Linked DNA regions of Mus musculus: regions 1, 2 and 4 are each linked to region 3. A link is a contact called in public HiChIP or PLAC-seq and Micro-C data. All regions are on one chromosome and are shown on one strand. The core of a region is the stretch at or near the end of the contact, and the rest is flanking DNA. Distances in the headings are between cores, read along the strand shown.

Region 1 (2,700 bases), core at 117-2,616, 790 kb after region 3:
CATATATATGTATATATATATGTGTGTGTGTGTATGTATATATATATGTGTATATATATATATGTATATGTATATATATATATATATATATATATTTAAGAAACCTGTATTCCTAAACATAATGATGAGTACTTCAGTGTAGTCCCTTGCAATTGTACCTAAAAAGCTAACCACAATAAAGCTTTATAAATAATCTAATTTGTTGCATAATATAGAAGTCATACCCAGGCCTTTCATTTGAAAGGTTAACACTTTAAATGGACACCAGAGGGGCTATGTATTTACAAGACTTGGGTTTTGCGTTAATCGAGGTATTCAATGGTCTACTGTTACAGGAAATGCCGACAAAAACAAAAAACCTACCAATACTCTTTGTTAGGCTTCAAAATTACAGTAATTCTCAAGGTGATCTTGAAATCTCATAAAACCTTAACAAAGATCATAGCGAAGCACACAGCTTAATCCAATTTTCCAAACTTAGTATCATGACTCATGGTTTCAACAAATATTTACGGAGTGCCAAGCACTGTGCTATGCAGGTGCTGTCACAAATCATGATCAAGTTTGGAGGAAAGGTATTTGACATAACAAACCCACGAGGGGAAAACAAGACATCAAATGTAAACACTGAAGACAAAACGAAGCCTGGACATTTAATTTGGAAAAAGGTCCCTTCGACGTCTCTGAGCAGACAGGTCTGGGGCCAGAGTGTCTTCAGCTTGGGAAGTCGCCAGGCCTGTGTGCGCTACCAAAGGTAAGAGCTGGGGGAGCGGGGCGGCGGTAGCTGGGTTCCTGCACCTGGCACCGCTGCTGGGCACCCGGGAGCCCCGGCCCCCCCGTGCGCTGGCACAGAGACAGAGAGCGGGAGCCGGCGTCCCGCAGACTCCAGCGGCTGCTCGGCCGGCCGTGTCAACTCCGGTAAGGAGCGGAGGCGAGGACTGGCCTTGTAGCCTTCCGCTGTGCACCTACCGACCTGCGTTCCCTGTCGCTCCCCGGGTCCCCACACCATCCCGTGCTGGCCTGCCTCCCCTCATTACCTAGGCGGTGACCAAGGCCAGCGACTCTCCAGACAGCGGGCGCTGAGGGGAGGCGACACGCGCGAGCCCCGGGACCTGCCTCGCGAAGGGGCGAGGCGAAAACACTAGGCCGGCTTCCAGGGTGAGCCTCAAGGCACAGAAGTGCAGCACGGCCTGGAGAAGGCCGGTCGGCCTGGACTTCTGCCCTAGCCCGGGGCAACCGGCCGGGACGGGATTCGCCCCACCCCAGCGGGGTCGGGGCCCGCCGCTCCGCCCCACCGCGCCTCCAGCTTCTAGCTCTGGAGTGAGGAGGCGGGGCCCTCGAGCTGTAGGCGGGACGGAAAGCAAACTACAGTTCCCAGAAGGCTTTGCGCTAGGGCCGCAAAGCCTGTTGGGAGAGTGGGTCTCCTTTTTAGCTTCCCTAGCTGGGTGGGGGCTGCCATTGAACCGGCGTCACTGCAGCTCCAAGGTCGCCCGGTGATGATGTGAGAGCGCCTGCCAGTTCCTGCCACGCCCGGGGGGGTTAGCTCGGTGGCGGCGGCGGCTGCTTCAGATGCTGCTCTCAGGCTGCCGCGCATTAGGGGCTTCTTCCTGAGCGAGTGTGGGCGGAAGAGCGAGGACGCCGGGCCATTCCCGTGAGTAAGCTCCCGCGTGCGATTCGAACTTGCCCTTGTCAACTTCTCTCAAAGGCAGAGAAGCCTTCCTGTCCCGCGTCCCTCTGGTCCCCAGAGGTCACTCACGGAAGGATTCCGCCCCGAGATGGGAAAGGGATGTTTCCCAAGTGTGGGTGCAAACTGATGGGAACTGGGCGGTAGCCTCCGGGATTCACCCTATCTGCACCTCTGAAGATTGGCAGCTTCCCATCCTTTGCCAGACAGAGTCCATCTGGAGCTCTGTCGTTTTAGGATGAGTGGCTTTAGTGTCTGGACGTTAAACCTTAAGCTCTCGGTGGCCATCTGTGATGCAAATGGGAGGAAAGGACACTAGAAAGAGCTCTTTCTTTATTGGGCTTTTATTTGTAATTGATTTGGAACCAAACGCCACATGTCTTTTTAAAAGAAATAAGGAAGACAGACAGACAGAAAGACTTTTGGTTGAAGCAAAAAGAATGAATATTGGCAGTTGTGTTTTCCAGTGCCAGCACTTCTGAGTCCCAGACACTTTTTTTTTTTTTTAAATCACAATTATGGCAGTGAAGTCAATTACCTGCTTATGCATCTTTTTCTGCATCAGGAAAGATGGTAATATTTCGCTGGAAATTCACTTAGCTTATGTAAGGACCACTGAACAAAATGAGCTAGACTCAGAGTTCTTGCTCTACCTTAGTAAAAATGTTTGTGACCTTTCAAATCTTTGCTGTCCTGTTAAAAGTCTGAGCTACAGTGAGCTCCAAATAGCATATTAATGGTGGTGACACTTGAAAACGAATTGTGAAGGACATTTGGTGGTGGGAAAGGGCAAAATTAAAGGCACTTTATCATCTCGGCCACTCTCCAGCTTTCTATTTTTAAAATTAGGTAGTATCTGGCAAGCCTCAGATGTTTAACCAGCACATACATACCTATGTGAAAGACAGTGCTCTTACCCATACCCATTTTTACTGATGTGATGATGTACACGGTTCACCTAACCACGCACATTGCTCACTAGTTGCACTGGAGACTTTCTGTATCAAGTCGAGATT
Region 2 (2,704 bases), core at 79-2,578, 530 kb after region 3:
GAGGAGAGACACGTGTGCCCCTCCTTTTGACTAGTGGACTAACAGGATAATGGGCCCCAAAGAACTAGATTTCCTCAAGAGTCTCACTGGAGAAGGAAGAGATTGGGTTTCTGGGTGCAAACCATCAGGAGAGCTTGGTTCTTAGTTCTGACAACTTGTCAGTTTGCTTTGCAGGACCAACCAAGATGTGTTTACCATGGGCAAGATCACACCTTGAGCCTTCTACTTATGTCAAGGCTCCAAAGATAGACTTAGGGGGTTTACTGAACCAGCCCCTTAGTTCTTTTTCCTAGTGCAGTCTCATTGAATAAATTTCTTTCACTGTTGTCTTTTTTAGCTGTGTTATGGAGGACAGGTAGCTTGTTAGGGCGGCCAGAGTCCAGGCTTCATTAACTGCAGGACATCCCTGGTTTGTACCATTTGGTGGCGCCATTCTCAAGGCTGTACACTTTTCTGTTCTAGCACTGAAGTTGATAAGGCTCTGGTGAGAGACCCTGAGTTGGAGGAACCAGTTGGGAATTTGTACGCAGGGGCATTCGATTCGGGGAATATATCTATCTTTAATGAGTAAATAAATGTAACTCTGTAGGTTCCGCGATGCACACTCTGTAGCAGCAGATTTCTCTCTGGCTTGTGTTCTGAGAGCATCTGTTACACAAAACATTCAAGGGAGCACTTAGGGGTGCAGCGGGAGGATTGCGACCGTGACAAGTATGGATGGTAGTGAGACTAAGAAGCAAGCAAAAACAATTTTAACGCTGTATATTGAGGAGCCCTGAGGAAATAGTTTCTTCCTACTCTTTACCGTTTAAGGTGGACACGCGGCAAAGGCACACTCGGGAAGAGATGACGTCATGCAGCTTAAAGGTAGCTCGTATTTTCACTTTTGTTATTTCTCTTGAGACACGTTCTCAAGGCTGGCCTCGAATTCCTGATCCTGCTGCCTTCATCTCACAAATGTTGGGATTACAGACGTGTGCAGCCATGTTCTGATAGGTAAGATTTTCTCTTCATTTCTCGCAGTTTGAGGAGGTAACAAAACTTGCAGTAGTTTCCATCCTCAAGCGCGGCCTATCGTTACCATGGAAACGCTTATTGAGTTAGGTCCTTTCACTGAGTCTTCGGTTGCTTCTAAAGTGCGCCCGCCCTAGGACGATTGGTTCTGCCCTGACTGAATGGTTTGCCTGCAGTCACTGATGCGTTCGGAGCAATCTTGATCCCTGTCGGACGCCGTCACCGGCTCTTGCCTAGCTCCACCCATTCTGCGGGCCCGCCTCTCCAGCCCGCCGCCGGAGGCCCCGCCCCTACCTGGAGGCCCCGCCCCCATGAATCAGCTGATCTCGCGTACCCGCGGTGCAGTCGGGCTCGCGCCGGGAGAAGAGCGCGGAGCTGCGGGAGCGTCAGGTGAGCCCGCGCGGGTCCGGGCGGTCCTTGGGTTCGAAGGCGGGTCGGCGGAGGTGCGGGAGCGCGCTGGGCTGGCCTGCGGGGACGGCGCCTGCCTGTGAAGAGCTCCGGACGTGGTGGCTCGGCCCGGGTCCCACCCTCCGGGTCCCAGCGCCCCACTGCCGTGGTCGGAGCTGTGTGGCATTCCTTCGGGTCCCCTCTTCCCGCCTCCACCCACGCTGCTTACGCCCATCCGCTCAGAGGGTTTTTTGAATGCCCACAGTGGGCGCCCAGCTGGCTAGACAGTGAACCTTGCTGAGTGTCCTAGGTGGGTTTGCCCCAGGATGCATATCGTGGGGAAAAGTGAAGGGGGGCGGGGAGGGTCTGTGGTTTGAAACAGCGTTTGCTGAAAATGAAAAGGACTTTGGTATTAATCAGTGGTAGTTTGACCAAATCCCTAAATGTATCAAGTCATCAAAGGAATCATCGTGAAGACAGGAAAGAACACTGGAGCGATCTTGAGGAAATGGTCCTCACATTGATGTTGGTCCTCCAGGTAACAGGGCTATTTGCAGACAAGCAACTGTAGATTTGTAGAGGCAAGCTACTGTTTAGTACTTCTGTGGTTACCAAAGAGGGAAAACACACTGGTTGAATTGGGTGGTCAAGAGCAGCACTTTCTTATAGATTAACTGACTGCTGTACCCAAATTAAGGTTGTTACTCTGTTGTTCTTATATTTGTATCTGTTTTTTAAATGACTGTCAAGGATAAACTTGTGTGATGTAGGTTTATTTGGAGCAGGTACAAAAATGCAAAAAAACAGTAGGCCATACTTTTTTGTTTTTTATCATATACCTGTATGTATTAGTGTTCTCTAGAGTCACAAAACTTATGAAATGTATATATTAAGGGAATTTATCATAGTGATATACAGTTTACAGTCCAACTAGCCCAACAACGGGAATGGGAAGTCCAAGAATCTAATAGTTGCTCAGTCCCACGAGGGTAGTTATTTTAGCTGGTCTTCTGGATAAGCTGGAATCCTGAAGAAGTAGGTTCCAATAGATTCGATGGCAAAGGAGTGCAGGCAGGCAAAGGAGAGAGAGCCTTCCTTCTTCCAATGTCCTTATGTAGGCCTCTAGCAGAAGGTGTGACCCAGATTAAAGGTGTGTGCCATTACCCCTGGATTTGGAATTTGCTTTGTCCCAGGCTAGCCTTGAACTCGGAGATCTGCTTGCCTCATTCTCCTGGGATTAAAGGCGTGTTCTACTTTGCCTGGGCCTAAGCTTTTCATGACCACTATGCCTCAAGACTTGTGT
Region 3 (2,801 bases), core at 58-2,557:
TTTTCTCAAGGCGATTGAGAAGTAAAGAGGAAATGGCCAAAGGAAAGGGGAGTAGCATTTCCTTTCACACGTTAGGAAAATGTCAAAGAACTTTCAGGAGTCAAATCTCCTCGAAGTCTGATGTGAGGTCAAAATTGTCTCAATGACAGGAAAACCAACAGACGCCAGATGACTAATAGAAAAGTTATCAAAAACACTTCTGTGCCCAACAGTAATTCCAAAGGGATACAAAGTTAAGAATATCCAGGATAAAGAGACAGAGAATAGTTAAGATTCTTGGGAGCAAAACAATATTAATGATGACATCAACTGTGTTAGTATACACTGTTATCAAGATTCTCACACAGTGACTTCCTCAACGTTTACTCTATTCATCAGGTAACATTTTTTTTCAGGTAACATTTTTAAATAACGAAAAGTAATGTGGATTCCCAAAGAGTGATCTAAATGTAAAAATAAGGTTCAATCAAGTGTGTGTCTAGTTGTTCTTTTTATTGTAAACCAAATCTGCTTCTTTCCATCAAAGTAAAAAAACCACCTTTATCTCCAAAAATCTAATAGACAGTTCACTAGTGATTAAAATATTATTTTTAATCCTTGCATTACCTCACAGCTAAAAATGTCAAGATACCACACCCAATATGTCTTTTTCCCCCCGTGGGGGAGGGGTCAGGGAATACGGGAGTAGGGACGGGAAACAACACGCAAACACCGAAGGTGATTTCCCTGGCTGGCTCCTCCACCCGGATCCGAGAGCACACGTTGCGAGGGGAGAGCACAGGGCTCGGCCTCTGCAGGCTCTCTCCCTCGCCACCCACTGGAGTAGGAGCTGGGACATACCACCTAGGGCTACTCACCAGCCGTAGTGCTGACCAGCAGGACGGCCCATAGCAGCCAGGGCACCCGAAAGGGCCGATGCAGCGAGGAAGTCATCCCTGGGCCAGCAAAGAAGCAGGAGGGCAAAGAAAAGAAATCTGGAAAGTAAATTCGGGCGGAGAAATCCGGCTAGGAGGCTGCTCTTCGTCTGATTTATCCTGCCCGGATTACAATGCAGTTTGAAAGGACAAATGGCAGATGCGAGGACCTAGCTAGTAGAGCTCTCATTCCACTGCAGAATTTCCCTTCATTTCGCTCCCTCGTGGCTGGGGGGCTTCATTCGCCTAGGACGGGGTGTCTCGGCTCCCCAAATTGAAGGCATGTCCATGGGGAAGACGCAGGGAGCCCAGAAGAAACCCCTGCAATTATTTCCCTCGTAGTTTCACGATATCAAAAAAATACCCAGATCTGGGAGAAAACATATCCAGAGTGCCGGGGGGGGGGGGGGGGGGAGGGCGGGGACTCGATGGGAGCACTGAGGATCAGAACAAGTTCCCGACCGCCGGGAAGGGCGAAGCGGGGCAGGCAGCGGCGCCCGGCCGCCGGAGTAGCATCGCTCCGTACTCCGAGGACAGTGGGGTTCCTTTTAAAGTTTCGCTTCGTTGCTTCCTTCACTCGGATTTCGACATCAACAAATCCTTCCCACCGACTGGGTCGAAAAAGGTGCCTGCTTCCATGGGCGAGTCCACAGCTTCCTCGGAACAATCGCGCGAGGGTCGCTCAGGCCGGGCCTCGGGGCGCGGGGGAGGGGAGGGTCGCGGCGACGCGGCGAGCCCGGGCGAGCGACACGCGGGGAGGTGCGGGGCTGGCCCTTCGAGGGCGCTCCGCCCGCGGCCTCGCTCTCGGCTACTCCAGCCCCTCGCTCTTGCCTGAAGTAAATTCCACCATGAAAACCGGGTCTCCTCCCGTCGATGGCTTGCGGGAGCGAATCACAGCCCCTCTGGAGAAAGCCGCCGCCGCCGCCGCCGCCTCGTTCTCCGCAGCTCTGGGCTCCGGGCGGAGCTCGGGCGTCGCGGGCCGAGGGCGGGGGGCGGCGGGAAGACGGACGTAGGTGGCCGAGGAAGGGGGTGGGCAGCTGAGCTTGCGAAACACCCCGAGCCCCTCCGGGAAGCACCTCCAGCGGTTCCAAGCAGACCAGACACAAAGGGGGGAGTCGCCGCAGCTGCCAGTCTGAGGCGCTCCCGGTCACCGGAGTCGCCCCGCCCCCGCCGCCGCCTCCTCTCAGTCTCCGGCTCTCCAGCCGACCCCTGTCTGTCTCGGGCCTGTGGTGCAGCGCGGGCGGCGGCGGCGGCGGCGGCGGCGGCGCCACTGAGCCGCACTGCGCCTGCGCGCCCGCGGCCCCGCCCGGCCCCGCCCCTCACTCCCAGGCTTGCTGGAGAGTGAGGCCCTCGCGCGGCGTCTCTCGCCTGGGCGCCCAGTGCAGGGAAGGGTTGTCGTGGGCTGCGGGTGGGCAGCCTAGGTCCCTTTCCTCACACAGGCGAACGCTCCGCACGTGGACGCCGTGCGATCTGTTCAAGCGTGTAAGGGAGGGCGGCCACAATCTTTTGTTTAACGTAGGTTAAAGGCTACCCGGGAAGGTGGGCGAGAAGCCTCGAAGGCACGCCGTCGTTGTTGGTGGCGGCGGGCGCATCCTCCTCGGTTTCCCTGAGAATCCCGACCGAGCCGCCTTTCCCAGGAGCCGAGACCCGGGCCTCGTCGGGTCCCCCTCCCGTCGCGGCCCAAACAAAAGCCTCCTGCCTCAGTCATGAAGACCGCGAAGCTGACGTGTGTGCGCTAGTCTGGGTCGGGCTTTCCTCGAACAGCCATCCCCGGGGCCCTCTTGGATGACAAGGCTGCTGAGCAATTGCGAGCACGCGAGACCGGAGAGAAAACTTAAGATCGCACACGCCGGCCTGCTGTGCGTGCGCGTCTCCTGCTCCGCCCGC
Region 4 (3,061 bases), core at 4-2,503, 650 kb before region 3:
AACGGGAGTAAAAAAAATGTAGACACAACCTGTAATTCAGTATAAGCCCTACGGAAAACAAGAGATACTGGATTTGCATACCATGAGTTAATTTTTAAAGTGTTGCTTCACAAAATTTTTACATTTATCCCATGACCAGCTGGTTCTCATCTCACCAATGCCCCGCCCCACACACACTTCTCACCTTCCTACACACACATACACTGAAGTCCCTGGGCCAAACCAATCATCATGGGAAAAAAACTAAACCATGTGGTTCGTTTCCCTAATTCTTTGTGAAAATAGTCATAGTTCTTTTTTCCCCAAAGGAAAATTACCTATTCTAACGAGACCTGAGAAGGAAAGGCAGCTCATTATCAGTTTCCCATTCTCCACAGGGAGGAGAAAAAAAAAATGGTATTAACTTGCAATAAGAGACAGCCGTTCCACCATGCCCCTTTTACATTTTAAAAATGTTTAAACTTAAGGGTTAAGAATTTTTGTTTTGTCTTCAGGGTACATTCGCAGGAATGGAGAAGTGAGGCATTTCACTTTGCAGAAAAAGGACCCCTTAATAAAAAGGGGGTCCCTCGGAATTTGGGCAGGGGGTAACCTATCCCTCTGTCACACAAGCCTGCCATCGAGCAAGATCCCGTTAGACAGAAAACGCCACTCGCCACCTCCCCCGCCATCCGGAACACTGACAGGAGAGGACTGCGGGGGCGACGGGGCAGAGGCGAGGGGGCGGGACGCCACGCACCGCACGGCACCGCACCGGTCACTCGCACGGGGCTGCTGGGGCCTGGTGGCGACCCTCGCTCCCTGCAGCCGCCGCCCTCGCCCTGTCCCTACCCCGGCGCGGCTCCCTGGACCGAGCACCGCGCGGCCTCCCCCGCTCGCCATCGCCCCGCGCGCCCCTCACAGCCCGCGTCCTGCCGCGCCGAGCCGCGCGAGGGGCCGCGTCGCATCGCACCTGGATGTAGTTATTCTCGCAGTAGTCGGCCACCCGCTCCAGATTCGTGTAGCTGTCGAAGAGAGCCCGGCGGCCCCCCGGGATTTCCTCTTCCAGCAGCATCTGCAGCTCCGCCATCTTCACATCCTTCTCTTCCTCCTCCTCCTCCTCCTACTCCTCCTCATACAGCCCGCAGAGGCAGCGGCCGCGACGCCCGGGAGAGGAGGAGCAGCGGCGGACGCGGCGGGAATCGGGAGGAGCGAGCGGCTACCCCCCCACACACACCCTACGGCGCGCGACGAGGGAGGGGGCGGAGGGGAATGGAGGCGGGGCGCGAGCCGACGGGCCGCGAGGACGGTCACCGCGGCGACGGGCGCGCGCACGCGCGCTCCCCTCCACCCGCCCCCAGCGCCCGAAAAAGATTCCCACCCGCGCCGCCCCTCCCCCACTTCCGGCGTCTCCTAGCGACGGGAGGGCGGGGGCCGGGATGCGCGCGGGAGCGGGGCTCTGGGTTAACCCTTCGGCCCCGCGCGGCCTTCCTGGGTCTGGGAGTCCTCAGCAGCCTTTGTTAGCCGGGCGGGAATGCACCTCTGCTCCCTGCTGCTTCACGCCGCCGCCCCCCATCTTCACCTCTGCACTTCACCCGGGGCCGGAACCCTGCGGAGGTCATCTGCCTGAGGAAGCTCGCCTAGGGAGAGGACACAGTGTCTTCACAAGCTCTGTGAAAGATAACACCTCATCCGAACAGGCAGAGCCACTGAACTTCCAGGCAGCTCTAAATACCACCTTGAACCTCATCGGCTTCTTTACAAATTGCAGTTACCTAGTCCCAAACCTATTCGTTCGTTCATTCATTCATTCATTCATTCACTCCCTTCCGTCCCCTGTCCTGTCCTCTCTTTCTTCTTGGCATGGTCTCCTGTATAGACCGGGCTGACTGGAATTACAGCCACATGCTGTGGTTGCCCAGCCTGGGCCTCCTCCTCACTTCACTTTTTTTAAAATTTCGATGGTGGTTTTGCTGGTACTATTTTATTTATTCACATGGTTGTAGCATGAATAAGATTAAACGAACAATGACAAACGTGCGTTTTTTTCAGATTAAGTACTACAAATTCAAGGACGTTCATCCTGGTCTTGTTATCCAGATATCTAATCTTTTTTCATAAATATGATTGGCCCACACCGTGAAACTTGAAAAAAATAAATAAAACTGACACCTTCTGTGATATCAAGACCACAATCTTTGTTAGTTCTGTGGAAACCCAAAGGGCACCCACCATCTTAGAGGGGTTTAGAGTTTAGGATTTGTGGTTTCAACTTTTATTGCTCTTGCTGTCACTTGGCCTCCTGTGATCAAATTTCAGATGATGAGGGAACGATTATACATTCCTAGAAAAAAATCAAATGCACTCGCTCACATATTTGTGGAGTAAACCCTGTGTTGTTACGTTGGCTTTATGATAAATACATTACCAATATGCGTGAGCTTTTGCCGCAGAGCCTAAAACAGTATTTTTAAATGATGATGTGGTCCACCTGGATCTATTGTTCAGCACTTTAAACACCTGTCTTAGTGTGAATGTTCTAAGTGTGAGAAGCTTGTTAAAAACAAAAGGGAGAGCTGGGGTTTGTAGCTGAGTTTAACTATGTGTGGAAAAAGAAGAGAAGCCTAAAGTGTGTGGAGGGGGATAGTTATGTATAGACACATGCACTTGTTTCAGGAAATGAGGTACAAACAGGTGAAGAAAACAAACATCAGATCAGACTCTTATACAAACCAGTAAATCAAAAAACTGTGTTGATGGGTCTGGAGAGATGGTTCAGCCGTGAGAGCACACACTGTTCTTCCAGCGGATCAGAGTTTGGCTCCCAACATCCGTGTCATGCTGTTCACAATCACTGCAGGAGATACAACACCCTGACTTGTCATTCACTGGTACCTGCACTCATGTGCCATACACTCAGATAGAAACACACACATAAACAAGAAAATGTTTTTAAAAGTTTGTTAATGTAAAAATTGTAGTTTTCATCTTAAAGGAAATAGGGGAGGGTTTATTCTGGAGCCATTTGAGTGACTTTGGCCAGGAAACACAGACTTTAGGCTACCTCAAATTCCATGTTCCA

The links. Hi-C and Micro-C count contacts between places; a contact is called where the count stands out from the background. HiChIP or PLAC-seq counts read pairs in DNA pulled down with a chosen protein or histone mark.
Region 1: a contact with region 3 is called in an H3K27ac HiChIP or PLAC-seq map of extraembryonic endoderm stem cells, with 3 times the contacts expected there. The contact joins the promoter of Stradb here to the promoter of Bmpr2 in region 3. A contact is called at or near these places in 1 of 39 promoter capture datasets (neural stem cells) and 3 of 115 datasets of contacts at active chromatin or transcription factors (astrocytes, bone marrow-derived macrophages and extraembryonic endoderm stem cells).
Region 2: a contact with region 3 is called in a Micro-C map of embryonic stem cells, with 4 times the contacts expected there. The contact joins the promoter of Als2 here to the promoter of Bmpr2 in region 3. A contact is called at or near these places in 2 of 39 promoter capture datasets (hippocampal neurons and pre-B cells), 5 of 484 Hi-C or Micro-C datasets (LSK cells, embryonic stem cells and uterus), 2 of 115 datasets of contacts at active chromatin or transcription factors (astrocytes and embryonic stem cells) and 2 of 9 other capture datasets (adipose tissue and liver).
Region 4: a contact with region 3 is called in a Micro-C map of embryonic stem cells, with 5 times the contacts expected there. The contact joins the promoter of Abi2 here to the promoter of Bmpr2 in region 3. A contact is called at or near these places in 4 of 484 Hi-C or Micro-C datasets (embryonic stem cells and rod photoreceptor) and 1 of 115 datasets of contacts at active chromatin or transcription factors (extraembryonic endoderm stem cells).

What each region holds. Positions count from the first base shown.
Region 1 is chr1:58,972,188-58,974,887 of GRCm38.p6, reverse strand. It overlaps Stradb (STE20-related kinase adaptor beta), which reads right to left and starts at 1,366. Exons shown (of 12, transcript NM_172656.6): 1 at 1,038-1,366. Trak2 (trafficking protein, kinesin binding 2) reads left to right here and starts at 1,406. Exons shown (of 16, transcript NM_172406.3): 1 at 1,406-1,651.
Region 2 is chr1:59,235,855-59,238,558 of GRCm38.p6, reverse strand. Als2 (alsin Rho guanine nucleotide exchange factor) reads left to right here and starts at 1,328. Exons shown (of 34, transcript NM_028717.6): 1 at 1,328-1,404. It overlaps Gm33667 (predicted gene, 33667), which reads right to left and starts at 1,204. Exons shown (of 2, transcript NR_168353.1): 1 at 806-1,204.
Region 3 is chr1:59,762,785-59,765,585 of GRCm38.p6, reverse strand. Bmpr2 (bone morphogenetic protein receptor, type II (serine/threonine kinase)) reads right to left here and starts at 1,307. Exons shown (of 13, transcript NM_007561.4): 1 at 858-1,307. The coding sequence starts at 933.
Region 4 is chr1:60,407,811-60,410,871 of GRCm38.p6, reverse strand. It overlaps Abi2 (abl-interactor 2), which reads right to left and starts at 1,253. Exons shown (of 12, transcript NM_001198570.1): 1 at 953-1,253. The coding sequence starts at 1,069.